2 separate regions of the Pan troglodytes genome follow, and region 2 is linked to region 1. A link is a contact called in public Hi-C data. All regions are on one chromosome and are shown on one strand. Each heading gives the region's core, a stretch centred on a gene start, on an enhancer-like site or on the middle of the called end of the contact. The rest is flanking DNA. Distances are from core to core; before and after follow the strand shown. Region 1 holds the start of TREH (trehalase). Region 2 holds the start of UPK2 (uroplakin 2).

What was found. Hi-C and Micro-C count contacts between places; a contact is called where the count stands out from the background.
Region 2: a contact with region 1 is called in a Hi-C map of induced pluripotent stem cells, with 3 times the contacts expected there. The contact joins the promoter of UPK2 here to the promoter of TREH in region 1. A contact is called at or near these places in 5 of 7 Hi-C or Micro-C datasets (blood, induced pluripotent stem cells, a lymphoblastoid cell line and 1 more) and 1 of 1 other capture datasets (stem cell-derived neural stem cells).

What each region holds. Positions count from the first base shown.
Region 1 is chr9:120,620,511-120,627,223 of NHGRI_mPanTro3-v2.0_pri, forward strand. It overlaps TREH (trehalase), which reads right to left and starts at 3,728. Exons shown (of 14, transcript XM_054662761.2): 1 at 3,544-3,728. The coding sequence starts at 3,632.
Region 2 is chr9:120,896,313-120,903,025 of NHGRI_mPanTro3-v2.0_pri, forward strand. It overlaps UPK2 (uroplakin 2), which reads left to right and starts at 2,861. Exons shown (of 5, transcript XM_016922108.3): 1 at 2,861-3,667; 2 at 4,124-4,255; 3 at 4,449-4,587; 4 at 4,840-4,910; 5 at 5,355-5,817. The coding sequence starts at 3,592. The coding sequence ends at 5,491.

The sequences.
Region 1 (6,713 bases), core at 2,478-4,977:
AGCCACTGTGCCCAGCCTACTTAACAGGACTTTGAAGTCCAGAGTTTTTATTGGGGTTTCATGACATAGGCATGATTGATTGAATCATTGATCATGTAATTGAACTCCATCTCCAGCCCCTTCTCCTCCCTGAAGGGTTGAGAAGTTGGGCTGATATCATGTGGACAAAAACCCCAACCCTCTACACACACGCTTGGCCTTTCTGGCACGGCCTGCCTTCATGTGGAGTCATCTTGTTAGCAGAAGCTGTCTAGGGACCCACCATAAGTCACCTCATTAACAAAAGCTACCAAGAGCCTGGGAAACATGGCAAAACCCCATCTCTACAAAAAATACAAAAATTAGCCAGGCGTGGTGGCACACACCTAGTCCCAGCTATTCAAGAGGCCAAGGTGGGAGGATCACCTAGCCCAGAGAGATTGAGGCTGCAGTGAGCCATGACTGCACCACTGCACTCCAGCCTGGGTGACAGAGTGACACCCTGTCTCGAAAAGCAATCAGGCCAGGTGCAGTGACTCATGCCTGTAATCCCAGCACTTTGTGAGGCCAATGTGGGTGGATTGCTTGAGGTCAGGAGTTTAAGACCAGCCTGGCCAACATGGTGAAACCCCATCTCTACTAAAAATACAAAAATTAGCCAGGCGTGGTGGTGTGTGCCTATAGTCCCAGCTACTTGGGAGGCTGAGGCAGGAAAATCACTTGAACCTTGGGGGCAGAGGTTGCATTGAGCCAAAATCTCACCACTGCACTCCAGCCTAGCAACAGAGCTAGATTCCGTCTCAAAAAAAAAAAAACAAAAAACAAAAAAAAACACTAATCAGGGACCACTATTAATAACAGACATTCCTATCACTTGGGAGATTCCAAGAGCTTAGAGGTTACTTTGGAGGAACCCAAGACAAAAATGAAACAAATTCCTCATTATACAAGAAGTGGCTTATGCATGAAAGGATTGACTCAGCAGGTCTGCTGTGTTCAAACCCTGCACATTTCAGAGAAAGTTCTGGCCTGTGACCAGCCCTGAGAGATGAGATTTAAATTACCGAAATATGCTGCCTGGTAAGTCTTTGTTTTTCTGGGGCCTTGGGCCATGCCAGATATTTGATGCTGATAATGTGATTTGTGGCAGGGGCCTTTGGCCACCCAGTATCAGTTTGAACTCTGGAGAGTGAGTAACTGAGGTCAGCCACACAGGTAGTCCACGCTTTCATCACTGACCTCCAATAAAAACACTGGACACCAAGACTCAGGTGAACTTTTGTGACTGGCAATACTTCACGTGTGCTGTCACATGTTATTGCTGGAAAAATCAAGTGCTGTCCATATAAATCCACTGAGAGAGGAAAAACTGGAAGATTGAGATTATTTTCTCCTGGACTTGGCCCTAGAATATTTAACCTTTGATGGCTTTAACATGGTATCTTTTCACTGTAAGAAACCATAATCAAGGCTGGGCACGGTGGTTCATGCCTGTAATCCCGGCACTTTGGGAGGCCGAGGCAGGCGGATCACAAGGACAAGAGATTGAGACCATTCTTGCCAACACGGCAACACCTCCGTCTCTGCTAAAAATACAAAAATTAGCTGGGCGTGGTGGCGGGTGCCTGTAGTCCCAGCTACTGGGGAGGCTGAGGCAGGAGAATCACTTGAACCCAGAAGATGGAGGTTGCGGCAAGCCGAGATTGCACCACTGCACTCCAACCTGGCGACAGAACGAGACTCCGTCTCGAGAAAAGAAAAAAAAAAAAACGAAACCATAATCATGGTATAACCATTTGGAAGTGTTAGTGAATCACTGGCCTGAGGTTGGTCTTAGGGAACACCAATAAAGTCATCTTCCCCTACATTTGGCAAACAGCCTAATGCTTGACAAAGCACTGGACCACCCAGACTCTCTGAAGTCCTCATTACAATTGCTCAGGACAAAACCTATTAATTATCCCAGGTACACTTTTCCCCTTTATACTCCACAATTGTCATGGGCAAGCACTGTCAACTCTCCCTGTAACACACACCCCCTATTGAACCCCTTGTATCTGTCTCTAGTCTAACCACTGGAGCCCAAGCCCAAACCTTGTTGCCTGGAGCCCCGCTCTCCCTGGACCTGTTCCCACTCTGCCCCAATCACACAGGCCTTCTTCCCAATCCCTGAACAGCGCCTCCGGGCCTCTGCACGGCCCTTTCTGTGCCTGGACTGTCCTCTCCCAGATCAGCTCAGCAATGGTTCCTGCCACAATTCTGCTCACACATCACCTCCTCAGAGACACCGTCCCTCCCCATCCTCTCTAACACACCCTCTGCTCACCCACACCAGCGGGTCCTAACTTCTCTCTACTTCAAACTGTGCTTCTGTTACTGTTTTGCTTCTATTATTATTATTATTTGGGACAGAGTTTTGCTCTTGTTGCCCCAACTGGAGTGCAATGGCGTGATCTTGGCTCACTGCAACCTCCACCTCCCGAGTTCAAGCGACTCTCCTGCCTCAATCTCCTGAGTAGCTGGGATTACAGGCGTGCGCCACCATGCCCGGCTAATTTTGTATTTTTCATAGAGATGGGGTTTCACCATGTTGGCCAGGCTGGTCTCGAACTCCTGACCTCAGATGATAGCTCCCACCTTGGCCTCCTAAAGTGCTGGGATTACAGGTGTGAGCCACCGTGCCCAGCTGTTTTTCTTCTATTATTATTGTTCTTGCAGGAGCTGGTAAAGTGGCTTATGTGGCCACAGCTCCATAAATCCATGTGGAACGAAGGGTGGACATTGCCTGAGTCCAGGAGACAGGACAGGGTCACTCATCTCTGTCCCTGGTGATGGAAACTCAGGCTCAGGAAAGAGACTTGACCTGCCCTGGGTCACAGAGAGAGTATTAGGGTCAGGGCTCGAGCCCGGGTGCTGTGGTCAGGCCCTTAGGCCGCCCCTCACACCCAGACTAGGAAGCTGGAGCAGAAAGTTTGCTAGAACAATCCTCAGAAGAGGCCTGCACAGTTCAAGGGGCAGCTTGGAGGAGGAGAGGAAGGGAGGGCGGGCTCTGGCCAGCAGGCTCTTGGACCTCAGGCCAGGCTCTGACAGCTGCATCTGGTATCAGGACTGCAGGTCCTGGCAGGGGGCAGTGGCTCACGCTTGTATTCCCAGCACAGTCGCCAAGCCTAATGTCCCTTCCAAAGGTAGAAAATGTTGGTAAAAATCAATGACAGGCTGGGCGTGGTGGTGCATGCCTGTGATCCCAGCTACTCAGGAGGCTGAGGCACAAGAGTCTCTTGAACCCGGGAGGTCTAGGCTGCAGTGAGTGGAGATGGTGCCACTGTACTCCACCTGGACGACCGAGCAAGACTCTTAACAACAACAAAAAAAAAAACAGACTGCAGGTGCAGTGCCCAGCACAGAGCCTGCTACATAGGAATTCTCATTTTCTTCTCTTCCCTACTCTTTCCTTCCTTTATAATCTCTTCCTTTCCCTCTGAAGTACCAACCCCAGAGCTTGAGATCTCATCCCAGCCTCCCTCTTATTGCCATCCTCCCCTGCTGCCTTCCCCACACCCCTACCTCTCACAGGGTGGGGGTAGGGCCTCCTGGGACCCCGGTCCCAGCCCCAGCAGCAGTAGCAGGCACAGTTCCCAGGTCCTCCCTGGCATGGTGGCTGTGACTGTGACTGAATGAGCAAGCCCAGGCACCTTCGGCTTGCTGGGCACAGCCTGGCTCACCTGCCTGTCCAAGTCGGCCAAAGTCCAGCCTTTGAGGCGTGGCCACCTGAGGGGATGTGTGCTTGGTCTGTGTGTGGCCCGCTTGCCCCTCCTGCTCTCAGGGCACAGTGGCCACCTCCCCTGCTTCTACTTTGCCTCTTCTATTTCACAATCTCAGCTGGTGCCGATGGCTCAGGCCCTTCCCTCAGAGCATGGGGGTGGGGGTGGGGAGTGGGCACCCAAAGGCCAGGGACACAGTCGAGGCCACATACCTGTAACCTGGATGCCAGGTTCCTTGGGTGGCCCCAAGACCACCAACCTCAGAGAGTTACCATTTCCCTTAACATTTCAGATGGAATGGCTCAAGATCCTGTCCCTGGTGTGGTGTGAAATTCAGGGACTCTCACTGTTATCTGCAAGAGATACAGTGGAAGCACAGGACAGTAGAACCATTCTGTCTGGGGAGGACTAAGGGAGACCCACAATAGTGTGTCATTTGTAATGAGTCTTTTTTTTTTTTTTTTTTTGAGACTGAGTTTCACTCTGTTGCTAGGCTGGAGTGCAGTGGCGTGATCTCAGCTCACTGCCACCTCCCCCTCCCGGGTTCAAGCAATTCTCCTCCCTCAGCATCCTGAATAGCTGGGACTACAGGTGCCCGCCACCACGCCCAGCTAGTTTTTGTATTTTTAGTAGAGACGGGGTTTCACTGTGTTGGCCAGGATGGTCTCAATCTCTTGACCTCATGATCCGCTCGCCTTGGCCTCCCAAAGTGCTGGGATTACAGGCATGAGCCACTGCGCCAGTCCTAATGAGTCTTGATGATTGCATAGGAGTTTGCCAAGGGAATGGGCTGGAGACCACTACAATGTATACAGAGCATGTGAAGAGAAGAGCAAACCCCTCAGCCTAGCTGCAGAGAACTTGGTGTTCATGCAGGGAAGGGTTTTGAGATAGGCTGGAGGAACATGTTGGCACCAGTCTGGAAATGGTCTTTGCCAAGCCAAGGAATGTAATTCCTTGTAATTCCCCAAAGTGGAACCAGCAGAGAAGTTTGTGAGCTTAAGAAGCAGATTCAGGCTGGGTGCAGTGGCTCATGCCTGTAATCCCACCACTTTGGGAAGCCGAGGCGGGTGGATCACCTGAGGTCAGGAGTTCAAGACCAGCCTGGCCAACATGGTGAAACCCTGTCTCTACAAAAATACAAAAATTAGCTGGGCATGATGGCGGGTGCCTGTAATCCCAGCTCCTCAGGAGGCTGAGGTGGGAGAATCGCTTGAACTCGGGAGACAGAGGTTGTAGTGAGCCGAGATCATGCCACTGCACTCCAGCCTGGGCGACAGAGTAAGACTCTGTCTCAAAAAAAAAAAAAGCAGATTCGGTTACTTTAGGAGGCTCATCCCCTCAACATATGGAAGGTGAGCTGAAGGGACAGGGGACAGGGGGTGGGCAAGGCACATGGAGTTTAATGATAGGCATGACCTCTCCTGAAGGACTTAGGTTTGCAGTTAAGGATGTCAGTTGTGGCACCTGAGCAGTGTTTACTGCTATTAAAAAGAAAAACCTTAGACAAATTAAATGTAACCATTTATTCAAGCAAAGAAATGACTCATGAATCAGGCACCACTCTGAACTAGTAAAGGTTCAGATAGCTCCACCCAGTAATGTGGGCAGCTGGCATTGTTTTTTTTGTTTGCTTTGTTTTTTGAGACAGGGTCTCGCTCTGTTGCCCAGGCTGGAGTGCAGTGGCTCCATCACAGCTCACTGCAGCCTTGATCTCTCAGGTTTAAGGGAATCTCCCACCTCAGCCTCCTGAGCAGCTGGGACCACAGGCACATGCCACCATGCCCAACTAATTTTTAAATTAAAAAAATATATATATATTTTTTAGAGATTGGGTCTCCCTGTGTTGTCCAGGCTGGTGTGGAACTCCTGAGCTCAAGCAATCCTCCTGCCTCATCCTCCCAATGTATTGGGATTACAGGTGTGAGCCACCATGCCTGGTCAACAATTTTTAAGTGTACAATTCAATTTCCTTTTATTACATTCACAATGCTGTGCAACCACCCTTGCATTCTTTGGATAAATCTCACTTGGTCATGATGTCTAATCCTTTTAATAAACTGTTGGTTTTGGCTTGCGAGTATTTTTTTGAGGAATTTTGCATCAATATGTACAGAGCATATTTGACTGTAATTTTCTTTCCTTGTTTTTTTTTGGACACAGTCTTGCTGCATCACCCAGGCTGGAATACAGTGGCATGAACACAGCTCACCACAACCTCGACTTCCTGGGGCTCAAGTGATCATCTGGCCTCAACCTTCTGAGTAGCCAGGACTACAGGTGCATGCCACCACGCCTGGGTAATTTTTAAATTTTTTTGTAGAGACTACATCTGACTGTGTCGCCCAGGCTGGTCTTGAACTCCTGGCCTCAAGTGATCCTCCCGCCTTGGCCTCCCAAAGTGTTTCTCCCCAAGTGTGAGCCACCATGCCCAGCCCTCTTGTGATGTCTTTATCTGGTTTTAATATCAGGGTAATGTTAGCCTCATAGCATGAGTTAGGAAATATGCCCCTCTTCTATTTGTGGAAGTGTTTGAGAAGGATTGTTAATTCTTTAAATGTTTGGTAGAATTTACCAATGAAGCCATCTGGTCCTGGACCATATTAGGCAGAAACAATACATATATGGGGGATGAGGGTAGAGAGAGAGAGTTTGAGAGGTAGCTGGCAAGTCCAAAATCTCTAGGGTAGGCTGGCAGGCTGGAGAAACAGGGAAGAAGCTGCAGTTCAAGTCTGAAGGCAGCACGCTGAGAGAATTCCTTCTTCTTCTGGGGAGGTCAGTCTTTTTCAAATTAAAGTCTTCAACTGATTGGATAAGGCCCATCCAAGTTAGGAAGGGTAACCTGCTTTACTCAAAGTCTACAAATTTAAATGTTATTTTCATCTAAAAAATATCTTCACAGAAACATCTAGAATAATGCTTGACCAACTATCTGGATACCTTTGCCTAGCCATGTTGACACATAAAATTAAA
Region 2 (6,713 bases), core at 1,611-4,110, 270 kb after region 1:
CCACCTAAAGTTACATGGTATCTCATCAACAAGAGGACAGTAGCTGCCATCAGAGGCTGACATGGCCATGCAGCCAAGTAGACATGTTTTTCTAATTGACTGGGAGGCAGAGAGTGGCACTCTGGAAGGAGAACCCTGGGCATGTCAGACAGACCTGGGTTCTGATCCCAGCTCTCCTGGTTGAAGAACTGCCATAGTTCAAGTGGAAAAAAAAAAAAAAAAAAAGGTGCCGCAGTCCAGAAAGAAGTTTGTTTTAGGAGATAGTCTTCTAGGCTGAGCAGACTAGAACTGTTAAGAGCTCCCTGAGGCCAGAAACTTATCTTACCTTTATATCCCTGGTGGCTAGTGCAGTTCCAAGGACATAGTTGGTACGCAATAGGAGCGCTTGAATAGGAGATTTGGAAGAAAGGAGGCAGGGGAGGGAACTCAAGAGAGTTTAGAATCAAGAATCCAAGGAGGAGACAGCCTAGAAAGAGTGGGTCCAAGACAGAGACTTCAGGCATGTGGCCCTGGTTCCCTTACTCCAAGCCATTGGGAAATCCTCCAGAGGAACATGGTGCTGTGGCTTTAACTGACTTCAGCATTGTCAATGAATCTGCTCTGCTAAAAGAGTTATGCTCTTGCTCCTGTGCTTGGCCTCCCCCTCCTCTCAGCTCCCCAAACCCTTCTCGGCCGCTGTGATGGGATAATTAGATGCGAGAGCTCAGCACAGATGATGCTCCAGTTGCTTAGCAACTAATGGTTTCCATGGAGACCGCAAAGCACAGCCTCCAGAGCAGCCAGTGAGCAGCTCGGCAGGGCAGGGAGAAGACGCAACTCCCCGCTCCTCCAGAAACCTGGGGAGGGCTGGGGTGGGGAAGGTGGTGGGGGGATTGGAGGGAGAAGGGAGAGCTTAAAGGCACAGGGCCCTCTTATCCCTTTAAAATCTGATCAGAGATCTGCCCTCCCCTACTCCACTCTGTCCCACTCATAATTTTAGATGGGGATGGGGGCTTAAGAGTGGACCCAACTCAACCCACCCTGCAATAAACCCAACCTCTTCTTTCTGCTTCTGGGTTGTGAATGAGCAGAAAGACCTCCCAAGTTCAAGTGTAAACAACTTACTGGTGGGTGACAGGTTTTGAGGAGTACCAGGAAGATCCCCTCACCCTGGCATTCCATCATTTAATCTGTCCCCTCTCTCCCAAGTTGTCCTTAATGTGCAAGAGATCCTCTTTCCGTTTGTGCAGTGGTGGTGGAATCAAAAGCCAAGGTGCAGGAAAAACAGAACCAAATTCTTCACCCAAAAGCAGCCTGTTCGGGCAGATTGGGAAGGAACACCTGCCCTGATCCCTGATGTCCGTGGAAGAGGATCCAGCTGGGGGTGGGGATGCTGTTTACCAATACAGAGCAGCTGGCAACTCCAGGTGTGGGCCTTTCAGACCGGCATCATCGGTGTTACGGGGAAGTCACTAGAAATGCAGAATTGATTGGGCACGGTGGCTCACACCTGTAATCCCAACACTCTGGGAGGCCAAGGCGGGTGGATCACTTGTGGTCAGGAGTTTGAGACCAGCCTGGCCAACATGGTGAAACCTCATCTCTACTAAAAATACAAAAATTAGCTGGGAGTGGTGGCACATGCCTATAATCCCAGTTACTCAGGAGGCTGAGGCAGGAGAATCGTTTGAACCTGGGAGGCAGAGGTTGCAGTGAGCCGAGATCACGCCACTGCACTCCAGCCTGGGTGACACAGCGAGACTCTGTCTCAAAAAAAAAAAAAAATGCAGAATTTCAGACTTCACCCCAGACCCACTGCATGACTGCATGAGAAGCTGCATCTTAACAAGATCCCTGGTAATTCATACGCATATTAAATTTGGAGATGCACTGGCGTAAGACCCTCCTACTCTCTGCTTAGGCCCATGAGTTCTTCCTTTACTGTCATTCTCCACTCACCCCAAACTTTGAGCCTACCCTTCCCACCTTGGCGGTAAGGACACAACCTCCCTCACATTCCTACCAGGACCCTAAGCTTCCCTGGGACTGAGGAAGATAGAATAGTTCGTGGAGCAAACAGATATACAGCAACAGTCTCTGTACAGCTCTCAGGCTTCTGGAAGTTCTACAGCCTCTCCCGACAAAGTATTCCACTTTCCACAAGTAACTCTATGTGTCTGAGTCTCAGTTTCCACTTCTCTCTCTCTCTCTCTTTCTCAATTTTCTGAGACAGAGTTTCACTCAGCTGCCCAGGCTGGAGTGCAGTGGCACAATCTCGGCTCACTGCAACCTCCACCTCCTGGGTTCAAGTGTTTCTCCTGTCTCAGCCTCCTGAGTAGCTGGGATTACAGGTGTGCACCACCACACCCAGCTAATTTCTTGTATTTTTAGAAGAGATGGGGTTTCACCATGCTGTCCAAGCTGGTCTCGAACTCCTGACCTCAGGTGATCCAACTGCCTCAGCCTCCCAAAGTGCTGGGATTACAGGCATGAGCCACCACGCCCGGCTGATCTCTTTTCTATTTTAATAGAGATCAGTCTCTCTGTGTTGCCTAGGCTGGTCTTGAACTCCTGGCCTCGAGTGATCCTCCCACCTTGGCCTCCCAAAGTGTTGAGATTACAGGCATGAGCCACTGTGCCTGGCCTCAGTTCTATTACAAAAGGAAGCCAGTACCATCTACCACCCAGGATGGCTGTAGGGCTACAATGGAGCACACAGAACCCCTGCCCAGGGCCCAGAAGAAGTCCTGACTCCTCTCCTCTCCCTCTGCTCAGAACTCCTCTGCTTCTTTCTGATGTAGCCCAGGGCTGGAGGAGGCAGTCAGGGAAGTTCTGTCTCTTTTTCATGTTATCTTACGAGGTCTCTTTTCTTCATTCTCAGTTCAACAAATGGTTGCTGCCCAAGGCTGACTGTGCCCACCCCCAACCCCTGCTGGCCAGGGTCAATGTCTGTCTCTCTGGTCTCTCCAGAAGTCTTCCATGGCCACCTTCATCCCCACCCTCCAGAGGAATCTGAAACCACATGTGCTCCCTGGCCCCCACAGCCCCTGCCTCTCCCAGAGCAGCAGTACCTAAGCCTCAGTGCACTCCAAGAATTGAAACCCTCGGTCTGCTGCCCCTCCCCACCAGAATGTTTCTCTCCCATTCTTACCCACTCAAGGCCCTTTCAGTAGCCCCTTGGAGTGTTCTCTTCCTACATATCAGGGCAACTTCCAAACTCATCACCCTTCTGAGGGGTGGGGGAAAGACCCCCACCACATCGGGGGAGCAGTCCTCCAAGGACTGGCCAGTCTCCAGATGCCCGTGCACACAGGAACACTGCCTTATGCACAGGAGTCCCAGAAGAAGGGGTGATTTCTTTCCCCACCTTAGTTACACCATCAAGACCCAGCCAGGGCATCCTCCCTCCTGGCCTGAGGGCCAGCTCCCCATCCTGAAAAACCTGTCTGCTCTCCCCACCCCTTTGAGGCTATAGGGCCCAAGGGGCAGGTTGGACTGGATTCCCCTCCAGCCCCTCCCACCCCCAGGACAAAATCAGCCACCCCAGGGGCAGGGCCTCACTCGCCTCAGGAACCCCAGCCTGCCAGCACCTATTCCACCTCCCAGCCCAGCATGGCACCCCTGCTGCCCATCCGGACCTTGCCCTTGATCCTGATTCTGCTGGCTGTGCTGTCCCCAGGGGCTGCAGGTCTCTTCCATCTCTGGCAGGGGTGGGAAGGGGGCTGGGGGCCTGGACAGGGAGCACTGTACCTTCCAGGGCTCTCAAAGAGAGGTCTGGACAGTTGGGAGTCAGGGCTGGTGATGGCAGTGACTGGGTATCAGACACTGGGCTCAGGGCACACTCCTGATCCTCCTCCAGACCTAGGAGGCAGAGAGGTGTGGGCAAGGATCCGAGGCTGCAGGGAGGGGTGAGGTTGGGCGCTGCCCGACTCCTGGCATCCAGGATCTGGCTCTGGGGACCGCTTGGTGGAGGGTGCAGCTTCTGCAGCCCAAGCCTGCCACCTGGTGGTCATACCGGCACAGGCCTGGCTGTTCTGCCCAGGGTTCACAGAGTGGAAAGGGAGATGGCTCCAATGGGACCGGGCCAGATCTGTTGGCCAGGAGGGGTCAGTCCCCATCAGAGCTCCCTCCTGCCTCCCATCAGACTTCAACATCTCAAGCCTCTCTGGTCTGCTGTCCCCGGCGCTAACGGAGAGCCTGCTGGTTGCCTTGCCCCCCTGTCACCTCACAGGAGGCAATGCCACACTGATGGTCCGGAGAGCCAATGACAGCAAAGGTCTGCTACCTTCTCCCAAGGCATTCCTCTAGTCCCCAAAGACCCCTTCCTGCGACACCCTCTGCACCCCTTTCCCCATTCATGCCTTCCTGTCCACCCGTCTCCTGGGGTACCCACACTCTAAAAGCTGCCCCTTCTCCTTGGGGCCTCCAGAAACTTGACCCAGTCTTCTCCTCCCCCAACTTCTGCCCAGTGGTGACGTCCAGCTTTGTGGTGCCTCCGTGCCGTGGGCGCAGGGAACTGGTGAGTGTGGTGGACAGTGGTGCTGGCTTCACAGTCACTCGGCTCAGTGCATACCAGGTGACAAACCTCGTGCCAGGAACCAAATTCTAGTAGGTACTGGGTCCAGCCTGAGGCACCTAGGGAAGGGGGTGCAGGAAGAGAGAGAAGCTAGTGTGGGGGAGATCTGGTGGGCATGAGGAGAGGGTGAGGGCACAGCAAAAGGGGGTGAAAGCTGGGCCTCTTGGAGGAGTGCACATAGGGGAGACACAGCTGTGAGGGTAGGTGGCCCAGGCTGGAGCCCCTCTTCCTGTAAGTCCCAGATACTCACTGAGGGTTCTCTACTCTCTCCCAAACCACAAAAGCATTTCCTACCTAGTGAAGAAGGGGACAGCCACTGAGTCCAGCAGAGAGATCCCAATGTCCACACTCCCTCGTAAGTAACACTCCCGCCTCCCTTTCCCATCTCAGCGGCCACAAACACTTCCCTGACCATTCCTGCCTCATCCCCAGTCTGGGTTGCCTGTGCCTCCCCGTGCGCCCTCGGGGCCCCTGCTTACCTCTATCCTAGCACGGAACCTTCGGCATGGCTACTGCACACTCAGCTAAAGGTTCCTCGTGGGCAGGGACTGTGTCCTCTTAACTTTTCCTCAGCGGCTGACATAGGAGATGCTTCATAAATGTCTATGTGATGGGTGTTTGGATCCATCAGCTGGTTGGTTGGTTGGTTGGTTGGTTGGTTGGCTGGCTGGCTGGCTGGCTGGCTGGCTGGCTGGCTGGTTGGGCAGTCTGTTGGCTGGATGAGTGTGAGGCCGTGAGCCTCAGGCAGGCTGGGGGTCTCTCCCGCCCACAGTGGTCTCCCCTCTCTCTCTTTTGACAGGAAGGAACGTGGAATCCATTGGGCTGGGTATGGCCCGCACAGGGGGCATGGTGGTCATCACAGTGCTGCTCTCTGTCGCCATGTTCCTGCTGGTGCTGGGCTTCATCATTGCCCTGGCACTGGGCTCCCGCAAGTGAGGAGGTCTGCCCGGAGCAGCAGCTTCTCCAGGAAGCCCAGGGCACCGTCCAGCTCCCCAGCCCACCTGCTCCCAGGCCCCAGGCCTATGGCTCCCTTGGTGCCCTCGCCTCCTCCTCCTGCCCTCCTCTCCCCTAGAGCCCTCTCCTCCCTCTGTCCCTCTCCTTGCCCCCAGTACCTCACCTTCCAACACTCCGTTATTCCTCTCACCCCACTCCTGTCAGAGTTGACTTTCCTCCCATTTTACCACTTTAAACACTCCCATAACAATTCCCCCATCCTTCAGTGAACTAAGTCCCTATAATAAAGGCTGAGGCTGCATCTGCCACATGTGTTTCCCTTTAGTGGGCTCTACCTTGGCTCAAACCTGTGGAATCTATGTCCAAGCTGCAGGTGCTCCTGGTCCCCTCCCTGCCCCACAGCCCAGAGTTGCTTTTCCCATGAGGCAGGCAGGGGCCAGTAAGAGCCCAGCAGTCAGAGTTCTCAGAGACACACCAGGGCTGTGGGTTTGGCAGCATCCACAGTACACAGTGGGCCACTCAACCAGGGGTGCAGGTCAGGGCAGAAGCTGGGGCTGGTGCCCCATGTGGAGGCCTGGAGGCCTGGGGGTGGGGGTGGGGGGCAGGCAGAGCAAGCGAAGTGCTAGGGAAAAGAGGAGAGGATCTGTCTGGGAAAAGACAGGCCAGGTGCAGTGGCTCATGCCTGTAATCCCACCACTTTGGGAGGCCAAGGCAGTCAGCTGGCTTGAGGTCAGGAGTTTGAGACCAGCCTGGCCAACATGATGAAACCCCATCTCTACTAAAAAAAAAAAAAAAAAAAAAAAATAGCCAGGTGTTCGGGCAGGTGCCTATAACCCCAGCTACATCCCAGCTCTCATCCCAGTGGCTGAGGCATGAGAATCGCTTGAACCCAGGAGGTGGAGGTTGCAGTGAGCCAAGATCACACCACTGCACTCCAGCCTGGGTGATGGAGTGAGACCCTGTCTCAAAAAAAAAAGACAAAGACGAGGCCACCAGGCTGAGACCCAAGAATGGGGCATTGGGGTCAGGAGGAGAGAAGAACAGGCTAAAAGTATTCTAGGAGGTGAGAACGAAAGCAGAAGAACCCTGGTTGGAGTGGGCCAAGAGTGGAACAGCCTAGTACTGAGGGAAAAAGGCAGGAGTGGCCACCTTCCTTCACTTTTGTCCTCTGCAGTATATAACATATTCTTTTTAAGGATCAGTG